2 separate regions of the Lactuca sativa genome follow, and region 2 is linked to region 1. Evidence: chromatin contacts called from public Hi-C data. All regions are on one chromosome and are shown on one strand. Each heading gives the region's core, a stretch centred on a gene start, on an enhancer-like site or on the middle of the called end of the contact. The rest is flanking DNA. Distances are from core to core; before and after follow the strand shown. Region 1 holds the start of LOC111912001. Region 2 holds the start of LOC111912029 (plant UBX domain-containing protein 4).

What was found. A called contact is a pair of places that touch in the nucleus more often than the background predicts.
Region 2: a Hi-C map of seed shows a contact between it and region 1, with 6 times the contacts expected there. The contact joins the promoter of LOC111912029 here to the promoter of LOC111912001 in region 1. A contact is called at or near these places in 2 of 4 Hi-C or Micro-C datasets (leaf and seed).

What each region holds. Positions count from the first base shown.
Region 1 is chr7:170,270,025-170,275,605 of Lsat_Salinas_v11, reverse strand. It overlaps LOC111912001, which reads right to left and starts at 2,334. Exons shown (of 5, transcript XM_052765850.1): 1 at 2,189-2,334; 2 at 1,899-2,080; 3 at 1,798-1,853; 4 at 1,467-1,716; 5 at 639-1,387. The coding sequence starts at 2,334. The coding sequence ends at 639.
Region 2 is chr7:170,429,717-170,434,679 of Lsat_Salinas_v11, reverse strand. LOC111912029 (plant UBX domain-containing protein 4) reads left to right here and starts at 1,743. Exons shown (of 4, transcript XM_023907786.3): 1 at 1,743-2,241; 2 at 2,570-2,861; 3 at 2,949-3,044; 4 at 3,142-3,657. The coding sequence starts at 1,772. The coding sequence ends at 3,522.

The sequences.
Region 1 (5,581 bases), core at 1,085-3,584:
TTGAGAACAATGAATAGGTATGAGGTTGAAGTGGGTCAGCTGAAGATGTGTTAACTTGTCTCGTGGGTTTTGTTTATGTTGTTTGTGCTGTTTTGGAAATAGGAATTAGAGGTTAGGGCTTTTTTGTTGGTAATAACCACTTAAAAATGTTGTCTTTTGGTGTAGAAGGTTTAATTGTGGTTTATATATGTTGTAAGTGTTGTCTTTTGGATCATTGTATATGTAATGCTTTTATGACAATGGGAAGTGTAATGGTTTTATCCTTTTATGAATATGAAATTATAAAGGTTTGATCTTGACATGATATGCAAGTGTAATGGTTTTTCTCTATGCTTGAATATGTAATTGTAATGGTTTTACATGCATACATTAAGTACATCGCCATAACATCTTCATGCTTTGACAGTACAACATAAACAAATAACAAACAACATTACCAAAAGGGGACCATAACAGATAGATGCCAAAACACAATCATTACCAACAAAGGGCATTAAAGTACATTATCAAAACATTGGAGTACATTGTTCCATAAAAGGGCATCAAAGTACATTATCAAAATGGAACCAAAAAAAGGCAACAAAGTACCAACTAAAGTGCATTAACAAGTCTTCACAAACATAAAAAGTACTTAAACATCAATTCCCATCTTTGACCTTGCAAATCCTGGCATTGTGACCCTTTTGCTTACACTTACTACATGTCACAGTTAAAAACTTCCTGCTTAGTGATTGAGTTTCATTATCATTTTGACTTTGACTGTTTGCTTGCCTCTTACGTTGCTGGATTTCAATCCTTTCCTCTGCTGTAATCCTTCTTTTCTTTTTTGGCCTGCCTATAGCTTTGTTGTGTGGTGGAGGCACAAGAGTTGTTGGGCAGTCACTCTTAGGCCACATGGCTCTACCTTTGATAGGCTCCACCTTGAAGGAGTACATCTCTTTCCATGTATCAAGCCAATACACCTTATGCACATAGGTGTATAGTTCTCCCACCTTTTCATTATTGTCTGCCATTTCATTTAGGCTTGCAATTGCATGCTTGCAAGGAATTCCAGTAAGCTCCCACTTTCTACAACTACACTCCCTTTTCTCCATGTCCACTACATGTTGATCATTCCATGAACCTTTAACATGATACTTTTGTCCCCCATTCCATCGTGCATGATACTTACTAGCTAGTGTTGTGTTTGCTTCCAAAATCCTAGTACCAGTTGGAGTTAATGGACCTTGACACTTGTTTAACACCTTCATCACATTGCATACTCTCTTCATAAGGTACTCTCTGATGAACTCCAAACAACTGATAATGGGTTTGTCTCTCCCTTTAACAAGTTTGCTATTGAATACTTCACAAAGTTTATTCAATAACATGTCTGAAATTGCCCTTCCTAATAGTTCATTAACAAAACAACAGTTAGTGTATATCTATACTATAATAAAAAATAAGACAAAAAATTGAGAAAATACCTGAAAAATGACTTCTAGCCCAATGATGTGGAGAGATTTTCAAGAGCCACTGATATGCTTCTATGTCATAATTCCTTAGCTCTACCATTACAACTTCAAACTCTGGTATGGTGGTGGCTGTAGCACACCTCCAAAAATACTCCTTGTACTCTGTAGTCTTAAATAACTTCCTCATGTTCTGGTATATGTGTCTAATACATAACCTGTGTTCTGCATTAGGGAACAATTGTTCTATGGCTGGTAGAAGACCCTGTTTTCACCAAAACAAAATAAGTAATTAGCATTAGTCTGTAATGAAACTAGTATGCAATATTAAATGTAACTATAATACCTTCTGTCTATCACTGATAAAGGTGAAGTTGGAATTTAAATACAAGTCAAGATCTTCTGCAAAACACTAAAGAAACCATTTCCAACTTGAAGTGTTTTCACTTTCAACAACAGCATATGCCAATGGGTAGGTTCCATTGTTGGAATCAACACCAACTGCACTTAGTATTTGACCTGGGAAAGGTCCCTTCATAAAGGCTCCATCTAAGCCTAAAAATTCTCTCAAACCTGCCTTAAATCCTTTCTTCAAAGGACCTAAACACACGTATATCCTTCTGAATTGCCTAGTTGGGGATGAAACCACAGGTTCAGAAACCACATCAAGCTTTACAGTTGTACCTTCATTTGTCTTTTGTAGCTCTAGTACATAGTCTCTCAAAGCTGCATATTACTTTACGTAATCCCCTGCAACACTTTTGGTGGTTAATGCTTTTGCCCTAAATGCTTTCTCTTCTGAAATACTAACTCCATAAGTTGATTGGAGTTGCTCTTGTAGGGCACGAACAGGCAGTCCAGGATTAGCTTCAATCCGATCCATAATACGTTTGGAAAGAAATGTTGTTGTGCAAGATCTGATTTTTCGTGTTTGGAGGCAGATGTGTTTCTGATTATAGGTCTTAATAAACCAATAATCCTGTTCACTTGACCTAGATGTATGAAGTTTCCATGTACATTTAACTTTATCTGAGTTTACATCTTTACCCTTTACCTTTTTCCCAGAGGTAGGTCCACCTACCCCACTTGCATTTAAAACTACAGTTCCATCATAAACAACTGTTAATCTACTCTTGTCGTTTTTTTTGTGAATGAGATATTCCTCCTTGCCTCTAAAGCATGCAGGTCAATTTTATCTTTCAATTCTTTCTTGGATTTATATTTCTGCCCAATATGAAAAGCTACCTTGTGCACCTCACCAGCAGAACATAATGTTTGTTTCCCCAGCTCTTTGATCATTTCTCTTCTTTTCCTGTTGTCCCCTGAGTCATCACTTAGTGAATCCCACTCGTCATTATCAATTACCTCCAAATCCTCTTCTTCATCACTATCTTCATTTCTTTGACCACCCATACTTTGACATCCATTGAACTCTGCTTCTGTATCAATATTTAGATTGAAATCCTCCATGTCAACGTCAACATCTTCAATTATGTTGTCCTCATCAATCATAAAGTCACTATCTTCATCTTCACTGTTTTGATTCTCAAACTCAATGTCATCAGGCTCCTCTTGTCTCCAGTCATCATTGAAAGGAATATTATCTTGGCCTTCAAACCGGCCTTCAAACCCATTAAATGGGATGCTATCTTGGTCTTCAAACCCTTCAAAAGGTTGAAATTTTGTCATTAACTCATCATCTATGTTGATGTTAGTTGAAAATTCATTGACTCCTTGAGGATCATTATCCATGACAACTCTATACCCCTCATCTGCAAATCTTTCTACACCCTCACCATTGGATTTGTTCATGTCAAGTTCTTCATTCACATCAATCTCTTTATTTAACTCTTTTTCTACATTAACTACAACATATTCATCTGTAAATCCTTCTACACCCTTACCTTTATCAACTTCACCACTTGCCATTGTTTTTTCACCACCTTCCCAATCCAAGTTAAGCTTTCTACTACAAGACGATGCCCCTTTACTATGTTTCCAACCTTTAGACCTACTAAATTCAGGTGTTGCTGATTTGTATAAGGTTAATGCTAACCCTAAATCACCCTCACCAACATCAATTTGGATTAGAGTTACCACTTCATGAGCAACTACAGGTGATGAGGGTCTAAGAGGACCATGATTGTCCATGTCTTCTATTATAACCCTTCTTAGACCAGGTGGGGACATAAAATATGTAAGCAAGTTCGTTTGACCATGCTCTGTGTACACTTTAATCATTTTGTTATTATGGGTAACATACTGTGAGAGATTACGCACATCATCATCGTTACCTAATGCTCGGAGTCCAAAGTCAAATCCTTCATTAGGCAAACGGAAATGGTAATACATGATTTTAGTACCATCATACCCTAATTCTCTCATCATCAAGTCTAGTTCATGATCAAAAAATTCATCAATGTCGACAACATCAAAGTACCTTACTTGGCCATTAATATACCTGATATTTGGAAACTTTGTGAAACTCCCTCCGTGATGAAGTTCACTAGAGAATATGTTGAGGTAAACATCTTCAAAACAGAAATAGACGATTGTTAGTTAGAGTTTTTCAAAGTTTGAAGCTTGATCATAAAATACAGAGTTTTCTAAGTTTGAATCTTACCATAAACTTCTTGAACGTTGACAATCTCTCCAACATTTCTAAGTCCCCACATTTTCAAAAGCATGAACACAATCCAATTTTCAGACGATCGTTAGGGTTTTTGCGTTTGAATCCAAAGAGGTATGAGTAGAAGACGAAGGAGTGAGTACAGTCTGCAATCTTATTAATTGAAGTGGCAGCAACGGAGGCTAGGACCTAAAATGACCAAAATGCCCTCACATGGAGGGCACGTGATGGCATTAATGGCTCCAAACAAACGGACAATGACGGAATGGACGAAAAACCCATGAAAACCTTGATTTTGGACCTTTGGTGCAAGCTGGAAACTTTTTGGACCCCATACAAAGGTTTTGGCAAACCACAAGGATGGTTCACGTTTTAAAACTTTAGATTTGGCAAAGATAAACATCAAAAATAACACTCATAAGTACGATCAATTTATCTTTAGAGGCTCTTAAAAAAATTACGACCAACATATAAAGGCTTTAAAGATCAAGTTACATATATATATATATATATATATATATATATATATATATATATATATATATATATATATATATATATATATATATAGGGATGGTTCCCTTGAGATTAATAAAAAATTAGAGATTGTGAGATTAAACATCAGCCAATGGAACTTAACCTCAACTTCCATCAACTGTTAAATGATGTAGGGGTATAACAATAAATTTCAACTTAATGTCTAGAAAGCGGGACACCTTCCTTCTCTAAAAATCATCTTATCGCTAAATCATCGATTCTCAATATCAATCACGTAACCATATCGTTCAATCTTCAAAAATCATTCAATATCATCATAAAGTTCCTATTTTTACTGAATTTGTTATCAAGTTAATCGCAATCTTCAAATCGAAAAAAACGATCAAAACAGAGCATCAGTTCATATATTCATAAATACGAGACATAATCCTCAAATCGAAGAAACAAACATATCACATTCATCAACGCAATTCAAGGGAGCAACGGAACATTTGAAAATTGAATCAAAATCAATTTTCATAAATGATGTCGAATTCAAAAGAAATTGACGAGTCAATCGCAACAGAACATTTGAAAATTGAATCAAAATCAATTTTCATAAATGATGTCGAATTCAAAAGAAATTGACGAGTCAATCGCAACTGATACTATTGTTAGCTGAAATCAATTCATCTCGTAACGATGAACAAATCGATTCAATTTCTTTGACTTCTGAAGAACTTCAAAATACGATTCGTATCGAAGGTACAAATAATTCGTTTTAATACTACGTATTACATTACAATTTCTACACTTCATTCTGATTTTTTTATTATACAGTATAAATTATGATTAATTATATGTTACAGTGTATAATCATATACGATTATACATACTAACATTTGATTAATCGTATATAACAATTTAAAAAAACATATGATTTATCATATGTGTTCATAGATCTAAATATATGACTAATTATATATTAAATAATATAATCATATATGATATACAATATAATATG
Region 2 (4,963 bases), core at 494-2,993, 160 kb before region 1:
GATATACTCAAACCCGCATAGCTGAATTTCAATGCAAGGTCGGTTATCGATTATGTTTTTTATTTGAAAAACCTAGACTACCCGAAAGTTATACTCGAACAATTCAAAGGGTGAGCATTTGGACCAAAACCAGTTTAACAAAAATAAGTGGACCGTGGATTAGACTTATGAAGGCAGGAGGCTTATCGGGTCCAGTCTGGGCCAGGTTTTCCGGTTTTTGTACTCGTTGGACTGGTACAACTTTAAATGCATATGATACAGGTCGTTGAAGCCCTATGAAAAGTTAGTTTTTGATGTTAAAGTTAAATTTATCTATTACGAGACTTAAGAGTTAAGACGAATACATTTTTTGGGTTTGAATGTCCGTTTTAGAGAAAAAAAAAGTTATGATTACTTAAACTGCATGCCAAAATGACTTCAAACGAATGTTGTATGCATGTTTTAAAATTTTCATAGGAATACAGAAAAAAGTTGAAAAGCTGAAAAATTTCGGCTTTGATATTCCAACTTCAAGGGACAATAAGTTATTGAATATAAAACAAAAAACAAAAAAGTTATAGTCTAAAATCATGTACAAACTTTAAACTACATGTTAGAAAAAACCACACACAAAAACGTCTTCAAATGAATGATACACATATTTTAAAATTTTCATAGAATACAAAATACAAAAAAATAGTTGAACAACTGAAAAATTCCAGTTTCTGATATCTCGATTTCAAGGGATTGTAAGTCATTGAAGATAAAACTAAAAACGATAAAATTATAGTCTAAAATCATATATAAACATTAAGTTACACAATAGATAAAACCGCATCTCAAAACAAACTGAAACGAATGATATATGCATGTTTTAATTTTTCACACAATACAAAATATAAAAAAAATATCTGAAAAACTGAAAAATTTCAGCTTTGATAACCTGACTTTGAGGATTGTAAGTCATTAAATATAAAAAAAACAAAAAAACAAAAGTAGAGTCTAACTCATATACAAACACTAAGCTACACGCTCAATAAAAATTACATGCTAAACCGACTTTGAATGAATGAAATGCATGTTTTAATTTTTTCACAAAATACAAAATACAAAAAACTAAAAATCTTATATAACTTTAAAATAAATAATACTTCATTTAAATTTTCAGTCCAAACCGGTTTTGCACCCGGACCTGGCTGGACCGGCCCAATTTTTTACAGAAGCTATTTTTTTGCATGATACAAAGAACTGAGAACCAGCTCTATCTAATAAATCGGTCCAAATTCGGTTCCGGTCCATGTCCAATTTCCAGTCCGGTCTGATATAGTCTATATGTCCAAATACTCACCTCTAATTTAGATCACAAAACACATGAAAACACCACAAACATTACTAACAAGAAAGAGAACACAAAAAATGAACAACAAACATTACTCAAAAGAAAGAGAACACAAAAAATGGAACATGATTTGAATTTTGTTCTTGGACCTCAACAATCTTGGAATAATGTTGACATAAGGCATTCTGGCATATCGGCCCACCCAATGAAACTTCATCTTGATCCAAACCTTGAACATCTTTGGATTCTTCTTATATGTTGATTTGAGGTTAGTCCATGATGTAACATGATCGTCTCACTTACAAATAATCACTTACAAATAACCAAAATTGTATCGGAAAAGTTGAATCTCAAATCCAATACCCGGCCCATGTGTGATGGAGCGGGTCAATGGGATCTATCATATATACCCGGCGAGACTGATACGTGAACTCTCACGCAAGAAAACCAAGAATGGAAGACACACCGGCAACCAACATCGGCGGAGACGCTCACCAGGAAATGATCGCAGCATTCTCAGAGATTACTTCTGCTACCAAAGAAGAAGCCTCCTTCTTCCTCGAATCGCACAACTTCGATCTCGATTCCGCCGTCTCCACCTTCTTCGAAACCGCTGCCGCCGTAGAAGAGGCTCCTGTGTCTGCCTTACCTGGCCGAAACCCTAACCGGCCTTCTGATACACATTCCCCTTCATTCTCTCCGTCGTCTTCTCCGTCTCGCTCCCGATCAGCCTCCCCACCTCCTGCTATTGGTTTACAAAATCCTTACAATCTACGATCTAGGAACACCGCTACGGATAAGAAACCATCAGGTAGTCGGTCTACTGGACGCATACGGACTTTCTCAGATCTGAATCGACAGGGCGATGACTCCGGAAGTGACTCCGATGAGCCCCAGGAGTATTATACCGGTGGTGAAAAGAGGTAAATAATGTAGGGTTCATCCGTTTATTAGGTTTCCGTCCATGAGTTGATTGACAAGGAAATTAGTGCAAACAGAACAAGATCTCTTTGCTAATCTTATCTTTATACATTCAATTGGAGTTTCATATCATAATCTACATTTGATTCATATTAACGATGATGTATCATGCAGATTAACACATGATGAGTGATCAGTTTCTTGACATTGGTTCTTTCACGATGATTCATATCAATTAGTATCTTGATTGTGCTCTACTTCAATAATGTTTCAAGTGCTTCATCGAAACACAACCAAATCCGATAATCTGACATTTATTAATGATTGCAGTGGAATGCTTGTTCAAGATCCATCAAGGGTAAATGATGTGGAATCATTGTTCAATCAAGCTCGACAAGCAGGAGCAGAAGAAGGAACACTCGAACAACTCCAACCATCTTCAAGCTCCAGAAGCTTTGCAGGAAGAGGAAGATTACTATCTGGAGAGACAACATCAGCCACTCCTCAAGTCTCTGAACCTGATGTTCATACTCACACCATCACTTTCTGGACCAATGGTTTCACTGTTAACGATGGCCCTTTGAGAAGACTCGATGATCCCCAAAATGCATCTTTCTTGGAGGTACCATATTAAGTTAATAACTTCTCTTCCTTTTTCCCAATTCCCATTTTACCCTTACATGATGTGTTCTCTAATGTTCTTTAACAGAGCATAAGGAAGTCTGAATGTCCAGAAGAGCTTAGGCCTGCAAAAGGAAGAGCTCCTGTTCATGTCAGTCTTGTGAGGAAGCTTGAAGACTTCCCTGTTAGTAATCTTTCCTAATTCTTCATTTCTTCTACAAAACTCTCTTCTTGAATACATTCTCACATACATGTATGTTCATGTTCATGTTCATACACAGGTTCAGAAACAACGCCACACTGCGTTTGTGGGTGTGGGTAGAACCCTAGGCACCACCACCACCACTTCATCAGAAGACGCCACCATTACACCGCCGCCTGCCACCGCTGCACCAACCCCACTGGCGGGGCTAGTGGTGGATGACGCACTACCTTCAACCTCAATTCAACTGAGATTGGGCGATGGGACCCGTATGGTTTCTAGATTCAATTTCCACCACACGATTGGTGATATCCGATCTTTCATTGATGCATCAAGGCCTGGAGGATCTAGGGTTTATCAGCTTTTGACAATGGGGTTCCCGCCAAAGCAGCTTAATGATTTGAATCAGACGATTGAAGGAGCTGGGTTAGCGAATTCGGTTGTGATACAGAAACTCTAGTGTGTGAGGTAACAAGTTGTTTGCTGAATTACTTACTACTTTAGATTTGTTCTTTGTTTGTTTTTCATATAATACATGAAGTGAAACAATTGGGTTATTTTGGCTCTTGATATTGGATTGTTACATGATTGATTATATTGGGTTTGTGTTTGTAGGAATAAAAATATACAAAAATACGTTTTATTGAAAATAAGGAAGTCGTGTATATTTTGAAACTAATACATGTTGGATATCCGCTAATTGCATTTCAAATGTTTTAAAATATAATTTTTGCTAAAGCTAATAAAAAGATGTGCATCCTCTTTTATGACACAATAAGGGCAACATGTTTATGAAAAACATTTTTCAACAACTATACATGTAATATCAATGGCATAACATACAAAAATTGAAAGTCAAACTTGCAATTATCTTAAAAGCAAGAAAACCAGTCAACATCGATTTTTTTATGAGCCACTCGAAAGATTATAATGTACCTCAAGGTAGAATATATGGTACTTCGCTTCCAATGTTTACTACATTGTCGGAAGCTTGATCACAAGTCGCAACCCTTTGTTCCAAAATGAATCCTACATTGGAACAAAGTGTCTTAGATAATTCCAATGCAAATGACCATTCAATACAATAAACTAATAATATATATCACATAAAAACATTAGCAAGTATCACAAAGCCTTTATGACATTTAACTTTAAACATAAAATTTAATAGTTGGATAAGACTAACTAGAATTCCCCGTCCTTTTTTTTTTTTCTCTTTTTCTTGTTTAATTTGTATAGAATTGATACATTAGGATCTTAATAAGCTAATTAGAGTTTTAGTATTAAAGTAATATTCTTTATGACTTGTTTATTAGAGTTTTAGTAATTAGTAGTAATAAAGTAATACTCTTTATGACTTGTTTGATCATTTGGTTCATTTTAACCAATTTGACTATTCCTTGGAGAATAAAAGCGAAACCTTCATTGTTGCTTATCTTTCAAAATCAACACCAACATTGTGGTATTCCATGACCAGTTTGCTTGCTATTTTCATCATTTTCTAGTTCATATTCACATAGTTTGAGGTAAGAGTCTTGTATTATTATGTTCACGTTACTAGCTATAGTGTGATCATATTGGGGTACTATGTTTCTACAAACGATTACTATATAAGATCAACTGAGGTAGTGTTTTAATGTTCAATTAGCAATTAGCAATTTAGCACAATAGCATAAGAAGAAAACTTAATAAAAGGTACCTTGTTTTTAATCATATGTGTACATAAGTACCTTGTTTTAGACATATCGTATTCCCATTGTTTGTAATCATAAAAGGTCGCATGAAACTGAAACTTAATGATGTTGAAATGAGTTTTAGCTTGCAAGTTGTAGTTGAAAAATCACAAAAAAAGTTTGGTCAATTTAGAAGAAACAATAGGGAAGTGTATTTTTAGTATAACC